Linked DNA regions of Danio rerio: all the other regions are linked to region 2. A link is a contact called in public Hi-C data. All regions are on one chromosome and are shown on one strand. Each heading gives the region's core, a stretch centred on a gene start, on an enhancer-like site or on the middle of the called end of the contact. The rest is flanking DNA. Distances are from core to core; before and after follow the strand shown. Region 1 overlaps ptprc (protein tyrosine phosphatase receptor type C). Region 2 holds the start of LOC141380324. Region 3 has its middle 7.3 kb from the start of mir181b-3.

Region 1 (3,658 bases), core at 612-3,111, 460 kb before region 2:
ACATTTTCTGAAATTTGATTGATTAGACATTCCGGTAGAGTGACCCATCTGTATTTTTTTTAGGATTTGTGCTGTCAGTATTGGGGAGATGAAAAGAAAGTGTTTGGAGATATGGAAATCGAGGTGAAAAAGACAGAAAGCTTCCCAACATATGTAAAACGTCACCTGGAAATACAGTCCACAAAGGTAAGTGGAATATCTGTCATGCTATTAACTGAAGACATGTTATCTTCGTTGAATTAAGTCATTAATGTGTCTGAAATCACACACTACTCATGTTGGTTCTGACCGTATTTGCCGACCTTTAAAAAAGTATGTTCTATATAGTACAAATGTGAGTAGCATAAATTAAATTTAAACATACTACATCGACCATTTATTATCACATCACCTACCTTATTTACCTACCTGTGAGTCATCCAAGTACTTCTCACCTGTTTACCAAATACAATTAATTTAGACAAACTACTCAGCACACATATTGTTTTCACATACAAAATTATTGTAGTATATCATTTTGGATGCACTGATTGATTCGTTTTTAATCCTATAATAGAAGAACGAAATCTTGGAGTTGGATCAGTACCAGTTCCTAAAATGGAAAAGCAATGAACTTCCAGAAAATGCTCAGGAGTTGATAGAGATGATAAAGAACATCAGAGAGAATGGCAAATATGACAACAGCAAAAAAAACAGGAGCATCCCTATAGTAGTGCACTGCAGGTAAGGCTAATACCGGAGACCTACTTTTTCTGGATGGATCTATGGATAGATTAAATAAATCTATCTATCTTAATCTCGTTTTTCCAGCAATGGGTCATCGCGTACTGGACTCTTCTGTGCTTTGTGGAATCTTATGGATTGCTCATTAACAGAAAAGTTGGTTGACGTCTTCCAAGTGGTCAAAAACTTGCGCAAGGAGAGACAGGGAATGGTGGAAACATTTGTAAGTTTTAATTCTTCTTTTGTAAATAGGATTTAATGAATTTTCTATTACTATATATCAAAAATATTCATCAATAAATGTTCATTCAAATGCCCATTGTAATTTTGTGGCTTTCAGAGAAGTATTGTTTTCTTGGGCCATATTCACATTATGCAAGGTTATTTTGTAATATAGGCTAATATAGACAATTTCAATGAGGTGATGCAACTAGCCTATGAACATTTCCTGCTTGTCCTGCTTGTAAAATTATTTCATAAATGTAGTAAGAGACAATTTAATAATAATAATTTAATGTTAAAACAGCTATTATAACACCATTTAGCAATATGCAAACCTTTTTTAAAATTCTGAAGCTATGGAAATTAAAAAAGTAAAACAGGAAATACAATAGGACCATTGGTATTGTTAGCATGCCCTAAACGGCATATAAAAGATGAAAAATATAAAGGTATAAAGAAAAGGAACAGAACAGACAAAACAAACCCTGACTACCTTTTTTTCTATATATTTCTAACAAAAAATTAAGCGTCTTTTAAAATGTTTCACAAAAAAAATCAAACAGGGCCACACATTCATAGTTTAATTAAAATCTTGCTAACTCTTGTCAAAATGTTTCTAAAAAGTGCTTTTAAAGAGATTTCAAAACAATAGGTTTTGAAGTAGGCCTACCTCAGAGAAAAGTTAACAAACATGGCCACAGACAAACCATATTTTTTAGCTAATTCAAACGGTTTTTGCTAGCATATGCAAAAAAAATGCTAACCAAAACCGGTTAACGGTTAAAAAGAATTAATAGTTAGTTAATGTATATCAAACAAATTAATAAACTATATTAAGTTACACTTCTGAAGTAAAACTCTGAACTCATCACAGGAGCAGTATCAGTTCCTCTATACGACTCTGGAGGGCGCCTTCCCGGTGCAAAATGGCACCATAAAGACACCGGCTGCAACCGACAGCGCGGAGATCATCAACGAAACACCTGTGCAGATTAACGAAACCACCGCGCTCCTCGCCGAGCCCGCCGCTGAGGCCGCCACCGAGCACGCCAACAGCACTCCTGCTACCGAACAGAAGGAGACGGAAGACGGTAAAACCACGACGGAGAGTAGTGAGCTGGAGGCCAAGGAGAACAGCAGTGCCGCGGCTTCACCAGCAGAGGGAGACGGAGAGAAAAACACACCGGAGGCCACAACCAACGGGCCCGCCGCCACTGTTGAAGCTTAGCCATTTTTATTCAGCTACATTTTACTGATTCGACACCAAGTGTCTGCCAAAATTGTAAAAAATAATATTTCTGGTATTTTTTTGGTTATATTTTAGTTTTACAGTACATTTGTTGTCGTTTGACCAGCATGTTACTGATCCTTTTAAACTTTTCCTCTCAGGTTTGAATTTTTCTGTGTAATTATGATATTTGTGACAAATCTGTTTATATTGATTGTTTATTCACACGTGTTAAGGTGTTGCTTTATGATCTGAGTTTATTAGGCTATCAAATTGCATTTGAATGTATTGTAAAATAGGACCTTACCATTTGTTTTGTTTTTAGAAAACTATCAAAGCACAATCTTGCGTCTAAATTATGTTGTATTGGAAGTTTGATGTGAATAAATATTTTTTATTTTTTTATGTTCAAGAATAACAAAATATGGCAAGGATGACTTGTACTACAGCTGTCATCAAACTATCTTTCTTTTTACTGTGTGTTTCTGAATCTTTCATAGGCTACCTATTTTCATTTTAAGCAGATGTAAGTTAACAAAATAATAAAGGCTTGAACAATATGACTGGTAATTGTTTTTATTCACCAATAGAATGCCTCTTCATTGCAATGTTTTCTATTTTAAATGAGTAGAAATGTTATCAGGATCCAAGCTGGTGAAAAGGGTTCTTTTTCTCAAAAAGTGGACTGTTTTGCAATTATACACCTCATTTTCAATTGAATTGTGAAATTTAAATACTGCATTTTAGTGACATTTAAGCACTTTTCTGAATTAGCTTGTCAGATAGTCATCATAACCACACTTTTGACGATTTTAGCCAAAAACCTATTTAAATGTGTACTTTTTTGGTGCTTCGCACCTTTTTATTGGTAATTTTTTGTTTTAAGAATGTCCAATATTTAAAATGTTTTCTCAAGAATACAGTGATCCGTGTCTTCTCTTATGCCAGATGTGCCACACGGGGCTACTAAAATGAAATACAATGAAACAAATTACTCACACCAAACGGGTGCATAAGGCTTAAACAAAAAGCATGCCTATTTCACAGGTGAACATAAACACGAGCAGTGTCACTTGTGCATTCGGGTCAAGGTATTTCCTTATGGTTAATTTGACCCGCTTTTGTGCTCGTCAGGTGCATAAACCTGACCTAGAAAACGCAAAACGTTTGAAATTAGCGCTACTGTGACTTAAAACAAGCCTTTGTATTGTAAAGATGAACCACAAGATGGCGCCTGTTAACAAAAGAAGCGCGTGCACGGACATTTCATCCATCTTCAAGCCAGCATGATTTTTTCCGGTAGGCCTACTAATAAAGATGTTAAATAAAAGCAACATCAGTTAGTGTGCCACTGTGGAAATATGTAGGTCTATAATGTATGCTTAATTTCTAACTTGCTATGAATAAAGCAAATTATTTAATATGCCTATTTTTATAACCTATAGGCCAATATGTTACATTATACAGTAGCAGAGGTGTATTTGG
Region 2 (3,929 bases), core at 679-3,178:
TGTTTGTTGTAGGTGCAGCAAATTGAGCACTGATTTTTGCAGTTTTGGTGCAGAAGAATGTAGCAAAGTCATCAGTAGTAAGTGTGGAGGATGCGGGTGGAGGAGGAGGATAGAGGAGGGAGGAAAATGTTTTAAAAAGTAGGCGAGGATTAGTGGCATTGTTGATTTTCAGACGGTAATACGTCTGCTTTGCAGAAGTAACCTCAGCTGAGAAAGAGGACAGAAGAGTTTGGTATGTTAAGAGGTGTGCAGGATTTTTAGTTTTCCGCCAAATTCTCTCTGCAGCCCGAAGTTTTGAGCGATGCTCACGGAGAGCATCCGAGAGCCAGGGTGCAGGAGGACTGGCACGGGCTGGCCTGGATGCAAGAGGACATAATCGGTCTAGACATGATGCTAGTGTGGAGCAGAGTGTATTAGTGGCACTGTTCGAATCAAGTGCAGTGAGTTTGCGAGATGGAGGAAGAGAGTCTGAAACAATGGTGGATAGTCTATTGGGTGAGAGAGATCGTAGGTTTCTGCGAAAGGTAACCAGTGTAGGAGTGTGTGGCGGCTCAGGAGTAATGTGGATGTTGAGAGACAGAAGGAAATGATCAGATATTTGTAGTGGAGTTACTATTGTTTGATCAGTGAAGCAGTGTCGTGTGTAAATAAGGTCTAGCTGATTACCTGATTTGTGGGTAGCAGAAGTAGGTGCTCTTTTTAGGTCAAAAGAGGCAAGCAAAGTCTGAAAGTCTGCAGCTTGCGGTTTGTCAACGTAAATGTTGAAGTCACCTAGCACCAATAAGGGAGTGGCAAAATTAGAAAAAGATGAGAGAAGAACATCCAGTTCATCTAGGAAGTGACCTAATTTACCTGGTGGGCGGTAGATGACAACCACATTTATGTAGAAGGGGTGGATAATGGTGACTGCATGGAATTCAAAGGAGCTGATTGTTGGCAGGGACGGTATCAGAGTAAATTTCCATTCTTTGGAAATTAGTAGTCCAGTCCCACCCCCTCTCCCTGTCTGACGAGGAGTGTGGGAAAAAGAGAAATTAGCAGAAAGAGTAGCATGTGTAGCAGTGTCCTCCGGCCTCAACCAGGTCTCAGTTAGAGCCATGAGATTATAGTCAGAATATGTAGCTATGGAGGTAATAAAATCAGCCTTGTTAACAGCTGATTGACAATTCCAGAGGCCCACGGAGAGAGAGAGTTGTGAAATAGTAGATACATGTATTGAACGAAGGTTGTGAGGATTACGCCTGCAGCGCACCTCCCGTGTTTTGCGAGTGTTAGTAACAACAGGAATTAGAAAACACATAATAAAAGTGCACTGACAACAAAAAATAAGTGTAAAGTAAAACAAGAAAGTAAAGTACTCAAGTGCTTTGTCGGTGCCTTTGCTCGGTGGAGTCGCGCAGGTAGAGTCGATGGTCTTTACCCTCGTCGGTCTTCACACGAGGCTGCCGCGACCGCTGCCGCGGTGAACTAGTTGTTTATATAACCCCAAAGCACTAGCTGATTGAATTCAGCTGGACACGCCTCGAGAGTCAAAACAAGGGCCGAAACTGAGGCGGACGACGCGAAACCGCGTTTGCGTTCGCTACACAAGCTCTTATAAAGTGCTTCTCCTGCCGACTAATGCTAGCGTGCTCGCTATATAGTGGTTACCTGGCGTTTGGACACGCCTCCCGAGTCAAAACAAGGGCCGAAACTGAGGCGGACGACGCGAAACCGCGTTTGCGTTCGCTACACAAGCTCTTATAGTAACCAAGGAAACAGTGGCTAAACAACTTCTAGTATTATACACAACTGAAAGCAAGTTTAAATGTCCTACAACTTTACACAAACAGCTGGAAACAAGTCCTCAAACCATACACAACAACTGAAACAAATCTTAAATGTACTTACAGGCTGCTGGTCTAGATGCTGATAAAGTGCTTCTCCTCCAGGTCCAGGTCCATAACATATTTTACTTCTGCATTCTTGAAATTTTAAAGGTCCGTACCGGCCCAATACCCCCATAAGTAGTTTTGTTTTCTCATCAGTTAGAATATAATAACTTTTGCATAGATTATGATGGAGACATTTTTTTATTTTTTCTATGATTACTGATATGTGCGGGAACCTATAAAAATAATTACAGCAACCTAGACTGCACAAAACCTAAAAGGTCTTCTTTTTTTTAGAGGGGTTTATTATATTATAACACAGGCAACATATACAATTATTTTAATCACTTTCAACAGTGTTTAATAAAAATTCAAAGGGTTTTCTTTGAAATGATACCAACTTAATGTGGATTTAGGAAGCTTTTGAATTTGGGTAGGCAAATTTCAGACGGAAACCCCAAAATAGCACTTGACTTTAAGAATATTTTTTTCGAAGGTCTACAGAACAAACCATTGTTATACAATGACTTGCCTAATTACCCTTACTTGCTTAATTAACCTAATTAACCTAGTTAAGCCTTTAAATTGCACTTTAGGCTGAATACTAGTACCTTGAAAAATATCTAGTCAAATATTATGTACTGTCATCACGGCAAAGATAAAAGAAATCAGTCATTAGATATTAGTCAGTTAAACTATTACGTTTAGAAACAAAATATTACAGGGAGGTTAATAATTCAGTCTAATAATTCTGACTTCAAATGCAAATATAATAGACACAAACACTTAAATTACAATAAACATGCATACAGATATTTCTAAGTATAATAAACAGAAAATATATATAAGTATGCATATAGTGTATTAAAGTATATAATGTACTAAAGCAATGTAAATGACATATACATATTTAAAAACACACATTTACATGCATATTCATTATTATCATACAAAGTAATAAATCAGAATTATATACTATAAATATTATTATAGATGACATATTCACAATAACAGCATGTGTTACTTTATATACATGTCTGTGTATCTGCATCAAAGCTATCAGAACAAATAAAATCCTAAATAAAAGTTTGTATTTTTATAATATGTGTGTGTATGTGTGTAAACTGTGTATATCGACTTCTTCTACATTTATATATACAAACATATATACAAACACAACATTCAAAAATGTACAAAGCAAAAATATTAATATATTATTTGTATTATTTACAGTTGAAGACAAAATGATTAGCCCTCCTGTGAAACTTTAATTTTTTTCAAACATTATTCCACGAGCTGTTTAACAGAAAGATGTTTTCAACACATTTTTAAGATAATAGTTTTATTAAGGTATTTCTAATAACTGATTTCTTTTGTCTTTGCCATGATGACAGTCCATAATATTTTACAAGACACTAAGTTAATTAGGTTAAGTTAGGTTAATTAAGCAAGTCTGTAGTTTGTTCCGTAGACAACCAAAAAATTGAATGGAGCAAATAATAAATTGCTTTAAAAATTAAAAATAAGACTTTTTCCATAAGAAAAAAAATACACTTATATATTTAATATACTTATACTTAAATATTAATATATACTGTGATAAAAACATGATAATAACTACTGTGAAAAATTTTCCTTGCTCCGTTAAACATCACTTAGGAAATATTTGAAAAAGAATAAAACGTTCACAATAATACATTTGCCTTTAACTGTACATATGAATATTTATATATAAATATGAATTGAAAACAAATATATACACTGTACATGAATGTGTGTATTTATATAATAAAAAATACACTCCAAACACACTTTATTTTGGATATGGTTAAATAACTAAATAATTCATTGAGCATTTGTATTTTAAAGTGTGAAACAGTAATAATAGAAGTAAGGGCACACCATAATAATGAAGATGACGGGTCCTGCGAAGCCCCATATGACGCCGTTCTGAACACTGAGCCAGCAGTGACCATCAGCAGTGTATTTCCCAGAGGCAGAGGCCAGTGTGATGGTGACGATCAGCACTGGCAGACCTGTCAAACAACACACATTTCT
Region 3 (3,593 bases), core at 892-3,391, 310 kb before region 2:
CAGATGCTATAGGCTTATAGATAGTGTGGATTGCAGTTTGTTTTGATGGTTTTATCTGGATAGCAGTCAGGATGGGGTGGGCTGATGACCTGATGATGACCCCTGTCTCGAGGTCAGTTGTGTCATCTTCCTCATTTTTTGACTGTGTGTGTGTGTGTGTGTGTGTGTGTGTGTGTGTGTGTGTGTGTGTGTGTGTGTGTGTGTGTGTGTCTTATTAGCAGCTAATGATGCAGAGGGGACAATCTGCCTGTTCCAAAACGCTGCTTCTGCCTGCACTAGAGCTGATTTACTGGCCCTTGCAGCAGCACTTAGGGCTGAAAGATGGAGGCTTTCCTCTCATATTTTGTGCTCTGTCCTCCTTCTCTGTCTGTTTTTCATGTTTGAGATGGTGAGAGGATCACATTAAATGGTTTAGAGGGATGAATAGTTGCAAGTGCACTGGGAACTTTTTGTGAAGAAGCTTCATCTAAGAGAAAGAAAGAACCTTCAGAAATGGGCACTGTTGTTATTTTTCTAAAGAAGCTGGCAAAAATAAAGGAGGAAACCATTTGTTAAGGTCTTTAAAATAAGAAAAACAGTAATATAGAGGAGGGAAAATCATATTTGTTATTATTTTAAAATAATGAAAAAAACTAAATAAACATATTAACTTTAGAAATAATATAAGTAATAATTATAATAATACTTTTATCTATTCATTCATTTTCCTTTAGCTAAGTCCCTTTACTCATCAGGGGTTGCCACAGCAGAATGAACTGCCAACTTATCCAGCACATTTTTTTACGCACCTATGCCCTTCCAACTGCAAAGGCCACAAAATAAACTAATCATATGTTTAATTTATACATTGAAGTCAGAAAATCTATAAAAACAAGCAGGAGAAAAAAAAATAACATTAATAAAATGTAATATATATATATATATATATATATATATATATATATATATATATATATATATATATATATATATATATATATATATATATATATATTTTTTTTTTATCTTTTTTAATTTATCTATATATAGGCAGGTTAGGGTAATTAGGCAAGTTACTGTTTAATGATGGTTTGTTCTGTAGATTATAAAAAATATAGCTTAAAGGGCCTAATAATTTTGACCTTAAACTGTTTTTTAAAAAATTAAAAACTGATTTTATTTTAGCCGAGATAAAACAAATAAGACTTTCTTCAGAAGAAAAAAAAAAAACATGATCAGACATACTGTGAAAATTTCCTTGCTCTGTTAAACATAATTTGGGAAATATTTAAAAGAGAAAAAAAATTCAAAGGTTAAATAACTCTGATTTCATATACAATAATGTTAATAATGTTAAAACTTTTCATTTATCTTTGTCTTTAAGCAGAAAAAAACAGACCTACTTTATTATAATAATATATAAATAATAATATATTAATTACAATTTCTAATAATAATTATGTTATTATTATTATTATTATTATTAGCATTATTAATACTACTAATAATAATAATAATAATAACAATTATTGTCTGGCAAAAATGGTGAGGAAAAGTAACCATTGTTATAAAACGTAATTTAATAAATGATTTAATTGTAAAAACGTTTAAACGGAATATACTTTATTTACCACTAGGTGGCAGTGTATACCTGAAATAGGCTTCTTTTAAACAAGACAACGTCCATATCTTTTATACCATAGGCCCACATTTATAACATTATTTGTTAATATTAGTAAAAAAGCAAAACAAAAAACAAAAAAAAATCTAATTTAGACATTTTATGCGCTGATCACTAACAACAAATATGAACTACAATGTCTGATTATCGACATATGTTCTTTATAAACATATTTCTGCATTTTTTATATGTTGTAGTAAATATAATGCAGTTCTAATTAATTAAATTGCAATGTAGCCTATGTAACGATGAAATGTTGGCAAGAGCAACATATTTGCAAAAAAAAAAAAAAAAGAAGAAGGTTGCGCTTATATTTGAATCTGAATTAGAAGCTGAAGTATGAAAAGGTCAATGACTGTTTTTTTGCGTCTTACTGACACTCGCTGCGCTGTCGTTAGTAAAATAGACAGACCTGCAGTTGTGCCTAAATGTCTATCCGAGCACCTAAAGCTGCCCTTTGACCCGCAGCCTTATTTAGGAGGTATAAATGACGGAGGGGTGAACAAAAGAAAAAGACTCATCCGCATGGCACCGTCCGAGCCTCCTGTCCGAGATCTGCGACGGCAAATGGTCCGAGCGCTAATTAAAACCGATTGACTCCATTAAGTCATTCTTCAATGCTCCGATGCATGTCCGATTCGTCTGTGTTAAAGGGACAGACCATTCAATAAATAAATAAATAAATAACATCCTTTGCTCACCCTCAAGTTGTTATAAAACTAAGGCCCGTCATTTCAATTAAGTAGTATAAACAAGTAAAAACTTTGTGGTTCGAAAGACCTACCCCTCAATGACAAAAGTCCAGAATTTGTACTATACATGAGCTTATTTGTATGATTTTGACTGCTGCACCATCAAAAATTGTGAAAATAAAAGAGCTTTCAGACCAAGCCAAATTATCTGTTGACCGTCACATCAGTGTGACTTCAGCTAATCAGTTTTGTCCAATGCAAACTATTATTTTTCATTAGTCCAACATCCAGCTAAAACATACAATCTGGTGTAAGTGGTCATCTTTCGCTACTGTATTGTTTTTAAATAGAGAAAACATTTTACAAGTAACTTTTATTCTAAATCTTGGACCTTGTTCTTGAAACAAAAATTGGCCAATAAAAAGGTGTAAAGCCCCAGAAGTCCCATAATAAAATTAATTTGACTACTAATTTAGCTATTGTTGTTATCCATAAATCTTCAACCAAATATACTTTATTTACAAGAAAGGCTAGAAAAATCATAAATTGCTTTTATTTTTAATATGTCTCAATTTTTTATTATTGGAATGGCCAAATTCTGAATGAGGAAATTTGAATGTGCTGGCCAGTTTGTTATTTGCCTAATGCATTTTTTTTATTTAAAACTTAAACAGATTTTTTTGTAATGATATATGATGTAATATTCATTCATTCATTCATTTTCTTGTCAGCTAGTCCCTTTATTAATCCGGGGTCACCACAGCAGAATGAACCGCCAACTTATCCAGCAAGTTTTTACACAGCGGATGCCCTTCCAGTCGCAAACCATCTAACATCCACACACACATTCACACTTACGGACAATTTAGCCTACCCAATTCACCTGTACCGCATGTCTTTGGACTGTGAGGGAAACCAGGTCACCCGGAGGAAACCCACGCGAACACAGGGAGAACATGCAAACTCCACACAGAAACACCAACTGAGCCGAGGCTCAAACCAGCGACAGCACTACCTACTGCGCCACTGCTTCGCCATGATGTAATAAATTTGAATTTAAAAAATAAGTGTCCATTAATACTTATTTTTTTCTAAATCTTTATGAAATATTTTGGTACTGTAGATCATAAAGTGTTGTTATGATGACCATCTGACAAGCTAATACAGCTTAAAATTTTTTCAACTTCATAATTAAATAGAAAATGAGCCAGAAACCTGCAAAAAGGTCTTAATTTTGATTA

The links. A called contact is a pair of places that touch in the nucleus more often than the background predicts.
Region 1: a contact with region 2 is called in a Hi-C map of embryo, with 2.2 times the contacts expected there. The contact joins the enhancer-like site here to the promoter of LOC141380324 in region 2.
Region 3: a contact with region 2 is called in a Hi-C map of hematopoietic stem cells, with 7 times the contacts expected there. The contact joins the enhancer-like site here to the promoter of LOC141380324 in region 2. A contact is called at or near these places in 2 of 18 Hi-C or Micro-C datasets (embryo and hematopoietic stem cells) and 1 of 4 datasets of contacts at active chromatin or transcription factors (caudal fin).

Annotation. Positions count from the first base shown.
Region 1 is chr22:22,813,459-22,817,116 of GRCz12tu, reverse strand. ptprc (protein tyrosine phosphatase receptor type C) reads left to right here. Exons shown (of 31, transcript XM_073937876.1): 28 at 64-186; 29 at 557-723; 30 at 811-946; 31 at 1,820-2,733. The coding sequence ends at 2,173. Among named protein-coding and RNA genes, the nearest start is that of ptprc, 82 kb to the left of the region's middle. Within about 2 kb of position 1,861, at least 37 of the 62 cell types and tissues checked have an H3K27ac peak or open chromatin away from gene starts, as enhancers often do.
Region 2 is chr22:22,354,291-22,358,219 of GRCz12tu, reverse strand. It overlaps LOC141380324, which reads right to left and starts at 1,928. Exons shown (of 2, transcript XM_073937826.1): 1 at 853-1,928; 2 at 1-771. The coding sequence starts at 1,300. LOC101884238 (adhesion G protein-coupled receptor D2) reads right to left here. Exons shown (of 24, transcript XM_073937817.1): 18 at 3,774-3,907.
Region 3 is chr22:22,661,924-22,665,516 of GRCz12tu, reverse strand. No RefSeq gene overlaps it. Among named protein-coding and RNA genes, the nearest start is that of mir181b-3, 7.3 kb to the left of the region's middle. Within about 2 kb of position 2,141, at least 4 of the 62 cell types and tissues checked have an H3K27ac peak or open chromatin away from gene starts, as enhancers often do.